Regions from separate parts of the Mus musculus genome. Here region 1 is linked to region 2. A link is a contact called in public HiChIP or PLAC-seq data. All regions are on one chromosome and are shown on one strand. The core of a region is the stretch at or near the end of the contact, and the rest is flanking DNA. Distances in the headings are between cores, read along the strand shown.

The links. HiChIP or PLAC-seq counts read pairs in DNA pulled down with a chosen protein or histone mark.
Region 1: a contact with region 2 is called in an H3K4me3 HiChIP or PLAC-seq map of fetal liver, with 4 times the contacts expected there. The contact joins the promoter of Slc25a47 here to the promoter of Dlk1 in region 2. A contact is called at or near these places in 3 of 39 promoter capture datasets (hippocampal neurons, pre-B cells and stem cell-derived epiblast-like cells), 2 of 115 datasets of contacts at active chromatin or transcription factors (fetal liver and pancreatic cancer cells) and 1 of 9 other capture datasets (embryonic stem cells).

What each region holds. Positions count from the first base shown.
Region 1 is chr12:108,848,551-108,854,927 of GRCm38.p6, forward strand. It overlaps Slc25a47 (solute carrier family 25, member 47), which reads left to right and starts at 2,579. Exons shown (of 6, transcript NM_001012310.2): 1 at 2,579-2,657; 2 at 4,799-4,842; 3 at 5,153-5,224; 4 at 5,666-5,848. The coding sequence starts at 2,630.
Region 2 is chr12:109,451,582-109,457,446 of GRCm38.p6, forward strand. Dlk1 (delta like non-canonical Notch ligand 1) reads left to right here and starts at 1,874. Exons shown (of 5, transcript NM_010052.5): 1 at 1,874-2,145; 2 at 3,404-3,467; 3 at 3,912-4,042. The coding sequence starts at 2,079.

The DNA of each region.
Region 1 (6,377 bases), core at 1,329-3,828, 600 kb before region 2:
CCCAAGTCTAGACGGGGGCAGGCACGCTGAGTGGCTGTCACTTGGTCCCGGCCTTTTCCACAGGAATTTTGCCAGAGTGAGAACTCATCCTCTGTCCCCTGCTTCAGCATCCTCTGCCTATGACACAGCCCACTTCAAACTGACTCTTCCAGTGGCCTGTACCTACCGTGTCTGCACTTGCATCTCCTAAGACTTATTCAGTCTCCACAGACTCTCACCTATGTCCTCATGAGCTCTCTACCTCTGATTGCTGATGGCTGCAGCAGCAGGCAACTCAGGATTACTTGGCAAATCACTGTCAATGAATCTGACTTATAAATTGAGGTGAGGTGCCCATTGTTTCTGACATTGTGTGCTCAAGGCTCTTTCAGGTACTCTTAGGGTAGAGAGAGGCTGTACTGGCTAGTTTTGTGTCAACTTGACACAGCTGGAGTTATCACAGAGAAAGGAGCTTCAGTTGAGGAAATGCCTCCATGAGCTCCAACTGTAAGGCATTTTCTCACATAGTGATCAAGGGGGAAAGGCCCCTTGTGGGTGGGACCATCTCTGGGCTGGTAGTCTTGGTTCTATAAGAGAGTAAGCTGAGCAAGCCAGGGGAAGCAAGCCAGTAAAGAACATCCCTCCATGGCCTCTGCATCAGCTCCTGCCTCTGACCTGCTTGAGTTCCAGTCCTGAACTTCCTTTGGTGATGAACAGCAGTATGAAAGTATAAGCCGAATAAACCCTTTCCTCCCCAACTTGCTTCTTGGTCATGATGTTTGTGCAGGAATAGAAACCCTGACTAAGACAGAGGCCTCAAGAGACTCATGAGCCTCCTGCATCATGAAGGACACTGGACAGGGCAATGGTGGCACATGCCTTTAATCCCAGTACTTGGGAGGCAGAGGCAGGTGGATTTCTGAGTTCAAGGTCAGCCATGTCTACATAGTGAGTTCCAGGACAGCCAGGGCTACACAGAGAAACCCTGTCTTGAAAAAACTAAAAAAAAAAAAAAAAAAAAAAAATAGCAGGACACTACTAGGCCCACTCTTTTGAGAGTCTCCTGTGGGTTGTCATAGCTGCTATGCTTCGACAAGCAGCTGCTGGGTTCAGCTGGGAGCAGCTGCTGACCCACACCAGTCCTTGCAATCACCTCTGGGCTTTTCCTGGCTGTCAAGGGCTCTCTGTTTCACTTCCAGCACATCAGGTCTCTAGGACAGAGACTAGGTTGTTGTGTTTACTGAGGAGTCCTACGCTTTGGTACCTGGCATGTGTTAGTTGCATGCATCAGGAGCCTGGACAGGTGGGCTGCTGTCCAAGAACAATGACACAGTTAGAGGAGTGTCGGTGGACAGTGGCAGCTGGACCTGACTGAGATCATGGAGGACAGACACCAAGATCGGCAGAGAGAGAAAGGTGTCTGGGGTAAACTGGGGTCTTGGGCCCTACTGTTGGGGTGGATGCCCTAACCATTGGCAATATGGGACTGAAGGGGCTCGGTCCTCTTAGGTGGATAGTGTGTTTTAGGTTCCCTCATTATCCGAGGTCCTAGCTTCTTGAGTGTAACATCTGGCTCAGCTTCCTCTCTAGAGCGACAACCCATCGTCTCCCTCTCGACCTTCTGTTAATGAATTTGGCTGGCGATTCTGCAGGAACCCAGCTGGAGCTTGCTCTGTGTGTGCACAGATTTTGTGGGTGCAGAAGCAGAGGTTATAGGGAGCTCAAAGATCTTGTCACAAAGCCAGATGTCACAAAGCCAGATGGCAGTGTCAACTTCCAACCAGATGCTGAGCCATGCCCCTGCACAGGCCAGGATGGACATCGAGGTTGGCCTTGGACAGGATGCTTTCTGGCCTCTTCTGCCCTCTGCCCTCTGCCGTGGCAGCCAGCACTGACGACTTGTCTAAACATAGACAAACTGTCAGGGCGAGGGGTCATCCCTAGTTTGAAACCAGCCTGTTCAAGGCCAGCCTACGGAGAACAGAAAAACAGGTGGACACGTGGCCTCCTGATGCCCTGCCCTGAGGGTCATTCAGACAGAACTGCAGAATGCCCCATGTCAGCATGCCCCTTCCCTTCATTTGGCAGCTCTCTGGCTCGAAGGCCCCCTGTAGGGCTGCAGCCTGCGTCTTTGAGCCCCTGAACTGAACTAGCAGCCGTAGCCATAGAGACAAGGCTGCACTTTCTGCATCGGCTGGCCGCCATCAAATAGATTGGCTCTTAGGTAGTGCCTGCCTCAGGCAAGTCCCCTTTGGGGTTTTGGTGGTTCCATGATGAGAACAGGCTTTTGCTTTCCCTCCCTTTTAGGGCTGGAGGTGACATGTAAAGTGGGGTACATCTCCGAAGGGACCACTGTTTATGCCATCACCATAAGCAGTAGGAAGCCCGGCCTAATCTGAGTCTGGGGATAGAGGCAGACTTAGGTCTGGGAGCTGGCTACCTCCCATGACCTCTCACATGCTTTCCCGATGCTCGGGTCATTGGCACCCCGAACCTTGTGGGGCATGTGAGTGTGGGCATCAAAATAGCCTGTTAAACAGCCCTAGCTCCGCCTCTGCTCACAGGTATTTAAGATCTGCAGGATTTGTAGGAGCCGGCCAGTGTGGCATTGGCAGTAACACCGGAAACCTTCTCATTTTCTGTGCTGTCCATGGATTTTGTTGCTGGGGCCATTGGAGGTATAAGACTTGGATAGAGGGGCGCAGGGGCTGGGGAGGGTTGGGGTGGTGTGCTTGTGTGTGTGTATGTGTGTGGCAGCCCTGTGCAGTCAGGGTTTGAGCAGATCCATGGGCACGGACCACATAGCCTTGAAGATCAGGCAGGAGGCTGAGCCAGTCTAGAGATTCCTGGCTTGGGAGCAGGAACTTGACCCTGTGGGCTGAGATGGCTGGAGTCCTGGGGAGAGACAGAAGGTTCCAGGGAAGAATTGTGTACCCAGGAGTTCTGTTCGCAGGGAGCAGGGGCTAGATGTCAAGCAGGCCCAGCCGGATGGTTCTCTGGCCCACTGAGGCCTACTGCTAACATCTAGCTCCCCTGCGGCTGAAACTGTCTCCCTCAGAGGTGGCTGCCTGCTGGACTCCCTGTGAGCACCATTGATCCTCAGGCTGTGAGGCTACTTTGAGTGAGGCACCCTTGGCCCTGCAGCTATTGTGAAATAGATAGCTGTGGGTGGCTGTTTCTCACTGCTGGGAACAGCCTGGGGGCTAGAAAGGAAAGAGAGTCCCAGCTTCAGCTTCAGGGAGGATGGCTCCTGGCCTTGGCTCTGCTGCCAGGGTCTTGACCTACACCATCCTGAGGCTGGCTGCTCCCCTGAGTGTTGGTGTCACAGGAAGTCACATGGAAGCCACATCCTCCTTATAGCCACAGGAAAGGTCCTAGTCAGGAGAATCCTTGCTCTGTGCTGGGCCTGGGTCCCCGGTCCTAGGGACTTGGACCCAAGCCTGTCCTTGAAGAACTCTAGATCTAGAGGAGGCCATGGAATATGGGGCCTAGCAACAAGGCCATGGGACGCAGACCCTGATCAGCATGTTTCTGGGCGGAGGCACAGAAAGGAGGCCTAAGAGAGGATGGCTTTGAGGGTGGATAGGAGTTGGTAAAGTGTTTAAGAGATGTATCGGAGCCTCCTGTCAGGCACTTGCTTTATATCCTGCCCCTAGGAACTCCCTCTTCTGCTAGCCCATGGGTCTTGCCATCCTTAGGATCTTTTGTTTTTGTTTTTTTTTCGAGACAGGGTTTCTCTGTATAGTCTTGGCTGTCCTGGAACTCACTCTGTAGACCAGGCTGTCCTTGAACTCAGAAATCCGCCTGTCTCTGCCTCCCAAGTGCTAGGATTAAATATCCTTAGGATCTTTACCCTGGGGTAGAAAGCCCAAGCACTTCACTGGCCCCTGAGTTTCTTCAAAGGTTGTGCTGGCTGTATTATGGAGGCCCTGGTTCTAGAAGTAGCAGAGGGGCAAGGAAGGCATCGTAGATCTCCTGGTCCAAAGCCAGGGTTGGCATTATCAGCCTCTCTGCAAGACGAGTTAGCAGCTGTGTCCACTGTCCTCAGGTAACCAACCCACTCAGACCAGGGAATGGTTACTTAGTGGCAGGCCCGAGGCTCTGACCACCAGGCGGCCCACTGCCTGGGTCTGTGTGGGTGCTTAGAGGGCAATGGTAGGCAGTTTTGTTGTACAGAGAGCCAGATGGCAAGGAGTTGCAATTGTGTAATCTCCTGAGACATGACCCCCAGTGGCTTAAAGACCTCCCGCAGGCTCTGCCACCTCTCACACGTGGGCCTCTTGGGGGGGGGGGTTTATGCCACCACAGCAGCGGTGCACACTGTCCCACACTCACCTTCAGTTCCAGGCAACGTCCAGGGCAGGGGTCTGGGCTGCCGCCTTGACCTGTGTTCAGCATGTGCCTCTCCCCGAACCCTGGGATGTGGGGGTGTCTGCCCCCATCTTCCACACAAACACTGAGGCTTGAGGGCAAAGTTTACGTGGCTCAGAGACAGGGTTAGCCAGAGCGGAGCCAGGTGTTCTCCCAAAATGTGATGTCAGAGGGGAGGCGGAGGAATGTCTGTCCTTGGCATGGCCATTGGGAATAGCCACTGTTGGGCCAGGGTAGGGAGTGTCTAGCGAGCTTGGTAGGTGCATCCTGAGCCACAGTTACTCACCTGCAAAACAAAGGATGTAGAGAGGAGGAGCCCAGGCAGGGTCAGCTGGAGGTGGGGGAGAGGGGCTTACCTGAGGCTACCTCCTCCGTTCCTTGGGATAGGCTCTCACTGCTGACAGGGCCACCTCCTGCTGCTTCATGGGTCCCTCTCATTGCCTTGCAGGAGTCTGCGGTGTTGCTGTGGGCTACCCTCTGGATACAGTGAAGGTACAGCAAAGGCCCTGCCTTGGCTTAGATTGTGCTCAGTGTCTCTGGTACCCAGCTCTGGTCATCAGTTAGGATGCTAAGAGGACCTAGCCTCCCCGCCTTCTCCCCCCACCCCCCACCTTACTCTAATACTATTGATGGTTCCCTACGGCCCTTGGGACTCTCCATCTTTCTCATCCTGTGCCTTGTTCTAGAAGGAGCTCGCTGTCCCCACTCAGTCTACAACAGCATGTGTCACCATCAAGGGCAGAACCAGGGCTTCTATTGACTTTATGCCAGCCCTTCCCGAAACCTTCTTCCTCTCCTGCAGGTCAGAATCCAGACGGAGGCCAAATACGCAGGCATCTGGCACTGCATCCGGGACACGTATCGTCAAGAGCGGGTAGGGATGGGGCCCGATGATATGGTGGCACTTGCTAGGGATGCCTTTCCCCTTCAGCCTTAGCCTGTGGACACAGTAACTGTGCCCTGTCCAGTGGTCCCTCCGAGGCCCAAAGCTTGAGCACCTGGTATATTGATAGGGTAAAGATCCAGGGGAGAGGACAGGGGTAATTGCGTTTCTGAGGCCTGGGAGGAGCCCATCCAGGAGGTTTTCCAGGAAACTATACAAGTGATCTTGGGGCTTGGGGCAGGCAGGGGTTAGCTGAATATCACGCTGGCTCCATCATTATGGCCAGGCAGTTGTCTCTTCAACCCCTTACCTGACCTCAAACATCACCAAGTCCTGAGACCCCCAAGTCTGGAGGCCCTGGTCTGGGCAATCTCAGAGCCAGGGCATTTTCTCTTGGCTGGATCCAGTCCTTACTTGGTCTCCATCCCTCAGGTGTGGGGCTTCTACAGGGGCCTCTCACTGCCCGTGTGCACAGTGTCCCTGGTGTCGTCTGTATCTTTTGGTACCTACCACCACTGCCTGGCTCACATCTGCCGCTTCCGGTACGGCAGCACGGACGCCAAGCCCACCAAGGCTGATATCACACTCTCAGGATGTGCCTCTGGTCTTGTCCGGGTGAGTGGAGGCAGTTGAGGGTGGAAGGGTGTTGGAGGCTCCCAGAGAGTCTGGATCATCACCTTCCAGATGGGATAAGGACTGAGGCTCTGACAAGTTAGACCCTGCAGGGCATGAGGACTGTGGAGAGGAACTAGGAGGCTGTCTGGGATGGGCTAGGCTCCCTCCCAGTATACTCTAGTGGAGGGGAGGAAATGGCCATAGAGACTCTATCAGTGTGAGGACCCAGAGAAATAGCACCCACGTACCCGTGACCTTCCAGCTGGGAGGGCTCCATTGTCAGGGATGCTCGAACACCACCCAGTTGTTACCATGAACACTTGGCATCCTTCATCCCCAGTGGAGATGGAGCGTCAGGCACCACAGATGGGAACAGGGCAGCCAAGTACAGCTGATGTCCCTCATAGGCCAGAGTGGAGCATGGATAAGTCCTTAATTCTTAGAGCCCCATGAGCCAAGAGGCTAAGTGTACCTACTGGATATAGTGCAGAGACCAAAGACTGATAAGCCTAGCCAGCCAGGCTTCAGC
Region 2 (5,865 bases), core at 624-3,123:
TTTATTTATTTATACTTTATTTTATTTTACTAAAACATGTATATGTGTGCATACTACATGTGTGTCTGGTGCTCTTGAAACTGCATTTAAAATCAGTGGTGAGCTGCTGTATGGGTACTGGGAACTGAACCTGGGGTTTTCTGGAAAAAATGATCTTTACTGCTGAGTCATCTATTCAACCTCCACATTAAAAAAAAAAAAACATTTATTTATTTATTTATATTTTATTTTTAAAACATTTATTTGATTTTTATTTTTCTACATGTTTTCTTTTTTCATATAGAGAGACAGAGATGTGTGAGAGAGAGAGAGAGAGAGAGAGAGAGAGAGTCATGTAGTGGTCAGACAAGACAACAGCTTAGTCTCTTCTTCTACCGTGTGGGGGTCTGGAGATTAAATTCAAGCTGTCAGCTTGGTGGCAAGTACCTTTGCCCATTTACCAAAGGAGCTATGTCAATGACTTTATTTACATTTTATTTAAGGGGGTTCTGTGGGGATCAAAGAGCAACTGCAGGAGTCAAGGATCAAACTCAAGTTTGGCTGCAAGCACCTTTACCCAGTGAGCCACCTCCCTGGCCCAATAAATGTATCACTTCACTCAGCTCCTCCTCCTTTGGAGCCTCAGAATGGGGCATGGGGGGCGTCTCAGCTGAGTAAAAGGCACTGAGCCCTTGCTGGGGGGTCTTGCAGGAAAAAGGAATTGCCCCAGGGACACTGGCAGAATCAATACCCACACACACACACACACACACACACACACACACACACTCCCATCCCATCCTCTAAGCCATCCCTGGTTGAAAGCCACTAAGTGAGGGTGTGTGTGTGTGTGTGTGTGTGTGTGTGTGTGCCTGTCTGTCTGTCTGTCTGTCTGTCTGCATTTGACGGTGAACATATTGGTGAACTGTCGACATGTGTCACGGTGAACAAAGATGGATTTGGATTATGTGTGCTTTGGTGTAATTTGTGTGTTTGTTGGGTGATTCCACAAATCTGAGACAGATTTGGGGTCTGGGCATACGTGTTGCTGCGAGGTGTGTACATGTTGGAAAGAATCAGTGCTTTTATGTTTCAGAATGATAAGGCCCAGACTGTGACTGTGGTACCTGCGAGAGGAGGGGGTGGGGGGGGGGGGTGACGCATGATGTCGTCGGTGTTTACCAGTGGTCTCCTGTGTTTACAGGCGGGCTGCGTGGAGGGGCAGCATAGGCAGGAGGACTCTCAGTCTTTTCATAGCTGGCGCTTCCCCTGCTTGGAGCAGATCAGTGTTCCTGCTGCCCTGGTCTGTGACCTGTGCCCCAGGGACAGGCAGTAAGGTTTGCCTGTGCCGAAAGGTGTGTTTGGGTTGGGGGTCCGTGGGGCAAGTGCATCTGCACCTTCCCCAAACTCCACAATGGCAAGGCTCGTCGGAGGGCTTCGGCTTTTCGTGGTGGTTTTCGTGTGTGCATCTGTGATCATGTGCATCTTCCACATCTTCGTGGTGTGCGTTTGGGTCCTCCTGGGCTTCTGACCCGCGCCATGTGTGCGCGGGACTCCAGCCCTAAGTGTCTTACTGTGTCTGTGAGCGTTTTTGTATTCTGAGTGCGTGCAAGGGCTTTCGCCCGCCTGGCTTGGTTCCTGAGACTTGCGCTAAGCGGGCCTGTGTGAGCGCCGCCGCCTCCGCCTCCAGCCGCGTGCTGTCCTGTGTGCGGACCGCGTGCCCATCGTGCGCAGGTACCCGTCTAGCCAAAGAGTGCGGCCGCGTGCTCGAGCCGCTTCCGGGCGCCGCGGCGCTGGGGGGCGGCCCCGCCAGGGGGTGGGTCACCGGGACTGGCCGGCGCCTGCCCCGTGCGCGCGAGGCGTGGGCGTGGGCGGGGGCCGCGGGGGGGGGGACGACAGTACGAAAAGGCGGCGCGCGGGCCGCAGCGGCAGCTCCTCGGCAGCCGCACTTAGCAGCGTGCGCCCCGGTGCAACCCTGGCTTTCTTCCCGCTGGACGCCCGTGCCCCCTTCGTGGTCCGCAACCAGAAGCCCAGCGCAGCCCCCGGAGCAGCCCCTGCACCGCCTCCGCTCCCCGGACCGCGACCCAGGCCGCCCCGAGATGATCGCGACCGGAGCCCTCCTGCGCGTCCTCTTGCTCCTGCTGGCTTTCGGCCACAGCACCTATGGTGAGCCCCCCCTGGCGGTTTGGCTTGCGCCCCCTCTGGGGAAGCCTGCGATGCCCCGCCGACCACCCCACCGACCACCCCATTCTCCCTGTCCCATGCGCCCCAAGTCCCGCCCGTCCCGCCTAACCCTAAGCCCTGCACTGTGCCCGCCTCATCCGCCCTGCACCACTCTTGCTTGTTGAGCCCAATCCCGGGGTCCCAGGGTTTGTGGGAGGTGGAGGGTCCCAGCCCCTTCTAGCCCGGCAGAAGTGGCGTTCAAGAGGGGTGTCGTTGCTCGGATTGAGGAGGTATGAAAAAAAAAAAAAAGAGACTGCGTTGGGAGGTATCCTATTTAAGGAAAAAAAACGTTCTAAGGTGCAACTTTGGGGGTGTCTGTCACGGCTTATGTGCTTAGGAATAGGTCTTGGGGGCTTTGGGGGGGTGACTTTGCAGTCGTAGTCCCTAATTTCCAACAGGAGCACAGCTGGAGCCCCTCTTGCGTGGCGTGTTTCTCTAGGTGAGGGGCTGCGACACTTCTGTCTGCAGAGGCCATCTGTCTTTGGTAGGAGAGAGTTGGCCCCTTCCCGCAGCGACCCCAGCCCTCAATGCGCCAATAGTTGTGAGTGGGGGGTCGGAGGCTGTCTGGGAAGGCCGAAAACTGGTTGAGTAAATGCATACAGTAGGTGTCTATTAAAGTGTCAGACTCCCTTAAGAGCGTCGGAATCTCAGAGGCCCTGCAGAGCTATTGCGCAGTTCTTTTAATGTGACCAGTGTGGGGTAGGAGAAACGTGGGAGGTAGGATTTGGTTGCCTGGTTTAACTAGGGTTAATCTTGGGGTAAAATCTAGCCTTTCACCTGTGGGCTAGGCAGGTGGGCTTGTCTGGGCTTTCCCAGAGACCTCGAAATCTTCCCTTTAGCTCACTTTGCAAATGGGAGGCTAGACAGAATGACCAGGGGTCAAAGGCTACCTCTTCATTGTCCCTCATTCCTACTTTTAGGGGCCTAGGGGCTCTTATTTTCTTTGGGGAGAAAGGTGTCTGCTTTGCACTTGGAGAATCAGGGGTGTGCTGTGCTTAGCCCATGGCTAGGGGCAGGCACAATTGTTTTTCTGGGTAGGTATTCACAGATGAGAAATGCCTACTGTGTGCCAGGTTGGTAGGACCCAAGAGGGTCTTTGGACTCCCTGTTTAGGGTCCCCAGGCCATTTGAGAGAAAATGGACTCTGTAGTGTCCTTTAGGCCTTGTGGGGTGAATTGTGTACCTTTTTTCTCTTCCTCAGGGGCTGAATGCGACCCACCCTGTGACCCCCAGTATGGATTCTGCGAGGCTGACAATGTCTGCAGGTAATGGAGGAAACTGTTTGGGGGGCCATGGTGGGGTCTGTGGAGCCTTGGAGCCAGGCTGAAAGGGAGGGGGGTGCTTTGCCAAATAAAAACTGCGTCACAGCTTTCTTGCTTCTGCAGAAAACTGGTGGGGGGGGGGAGGGAGAGAAGGAGGGGTACAGGAGAGAGGGGGATCAGAAGAGTGTCTTGCAGGGGCGGGGAGGCCACTGTAGATCACTGTACCAACTGTGGTTCTTGTGGGGGTCTGGAAGACCCTTGTGTTTCTGCCCTTCAGCACCTTCTCTGAGTTTTCCATTCAGGTGGCTGCCGTTTGTCCCAGGAAGCCTCTGGCCTGGGACTCAACAAAGACCACCAAATGTTCTCCATACAGCAGAAGACAACTGGAGTCTCCTTTGTACCCCTGCTCCCCTCATGTGTCCCGCTCTCTCCCCTTTGTCCACACAGGTGCCATGTTGGCTGGGAGGGTCCCCTCTGTGACAAGTGTGTAACTGCCCCTGGCTGTGTCAATGGAGTCTGCAAGGAACCATGGCAGTGCATCTGCAAGGATGGCTGGGACGGGAAATTCTGCGAAATAGGTGGGCACTGACCTTAGCCTACCCCTCACCCCTTCTCCTTGTCCCCTCTCCCTCCCTTTCCCCCACCTTGAGCTATATTCCAGAACCCCTAAGGCTCTCTATGTGTAGTATGTGATCTATAGTGTATAAGCTCTTCCTGCTGGGCCTCAAATGTATTCACTATACTGTTTACTTCAGCACTGAAGGTTCTCGAACTTGAGGGGGGGGCAGTTGAGGTGGGGTCGAGGGGAAACTGCCTGTTGAATAAAGACTCACAAACAAAACAAAACAACAACAACCCACCATGCTTAGGGTGGCTGGACCATGGACTGGGGCTTCTTGCACAGGTTGCTGGAGTTGGGGTGTTGGGGGGCTCTGTGTGTGTGGTGGGGGAGGTGAGTCTCAGGGTTCAAACATCAAGGAAAGGGAGCCAACAGACAAATAGGGGAGGGGTGGGCTGAGGGGAGGATGGGATTGGGGAGGGGGATCACTCAAGTGTTGCAAGGGAGAGGCTGAGAAAGGGTTAAGGTGCAGATTGGTGTTATGTGTTGACGTCATTAATTTATATGATCATCGTAGATTGACAGCTGCATTGTTTCAGGGCCATTCTCATTTACTAAACCTTGTCCACCAAGTCCAGGCAAACTGAAGTCCTGGGGAATAAGGGTTTATGTGCCCCCCCACCCCCGCCAAGGTGATATCCCAGCAAGAAGGCAGAAGGCTAGTCTCCTCAACACTGGCAATGACAAATAGGGAAACCAAGGGTCCCCCAAATTGTCTATAGTCTCCCTCTCCCGAGTGGTGGTTTAGCAGGTGGAGGGAAGGCTTTGCTGCAGCTGACTCATGCTCAGGCCGTGGCTCTGCAGCCCCTGCAGCCCCTGCAGCAGCAGCAGCAGCTACTTGTTTGGGGGGTGCTAGGAAAAACCACTGACTAGGGTAGGACCCCTCCATTCTAAATATCTGAACCCCAAACAGCTTTCCAGACAGAATTCTTCCTCACAGATCCTTCCGCCTGCATAGCCCCTCTCCATCAGATTCATGGTTGTCTGGGTGGAAATGGCGGGGGTCAAGGGTTGTCCCAGGGGGGAAATAGCCCCTGGGTAATTGCTGGCTCTCTCCCTTACTGCCTGCATGGCCACAGCTGCAGTTCAAGCAAAGAATCCCCTTGGTCCTCTTCATACAGCAGCTGATTTACACACACACACACACGCACGCACACACACACACACACACACACATCTTTGGGGTGGGAGGCTTTAGGGGGGAATGAGCAGGCATAGTCTGGGGATGGTGGTCGCCAGATCTTTATCTTAAATTCAAGATCCCAATCGGCAAGAGTGCAGGGGCCAGGAAGCCCCAGCCAGCTGCAGAGGCTCTCTGCACTAACGTTTTTTTTTTTTTTTTTTTTGCTGGCGCTATCCCAGAAAGATAAACCCTCTTTATGTTTTCTTGCACCACACCGGGCTCCTGCAGGTTTTTCTGTTGATTGACACTTGTCTCCCCTCAGTCAGGGTGCAAGGTCCTTTGAAAAAGGAGAGAAAAATCATCATGTGTTGCCTTAGCACCAGGAAACCCTTCCTGGGGGCTGCCTTCACTAGCTGTCTCTCTGGCTAGCCCTGGCTTTCTACAGCTCAAAATTATAGAAAACCCCTAGAGACCAGCAAAAAGAGTTGTTTGTTTGTTTGTTTGTTTTCTTTGCTTTTATATGGAGGGAAACTGAGGCAGAGCAGGAAGGAGCTGAACTCTGCGGAGCAGCAGTCAGAGACCCCTTGCCCCCAGCCCCTTTGTTCAGCTCATCCTGGCTTGCTGAGCCTGAATAATGAAGTGGTCCTGACAGGGGGTAT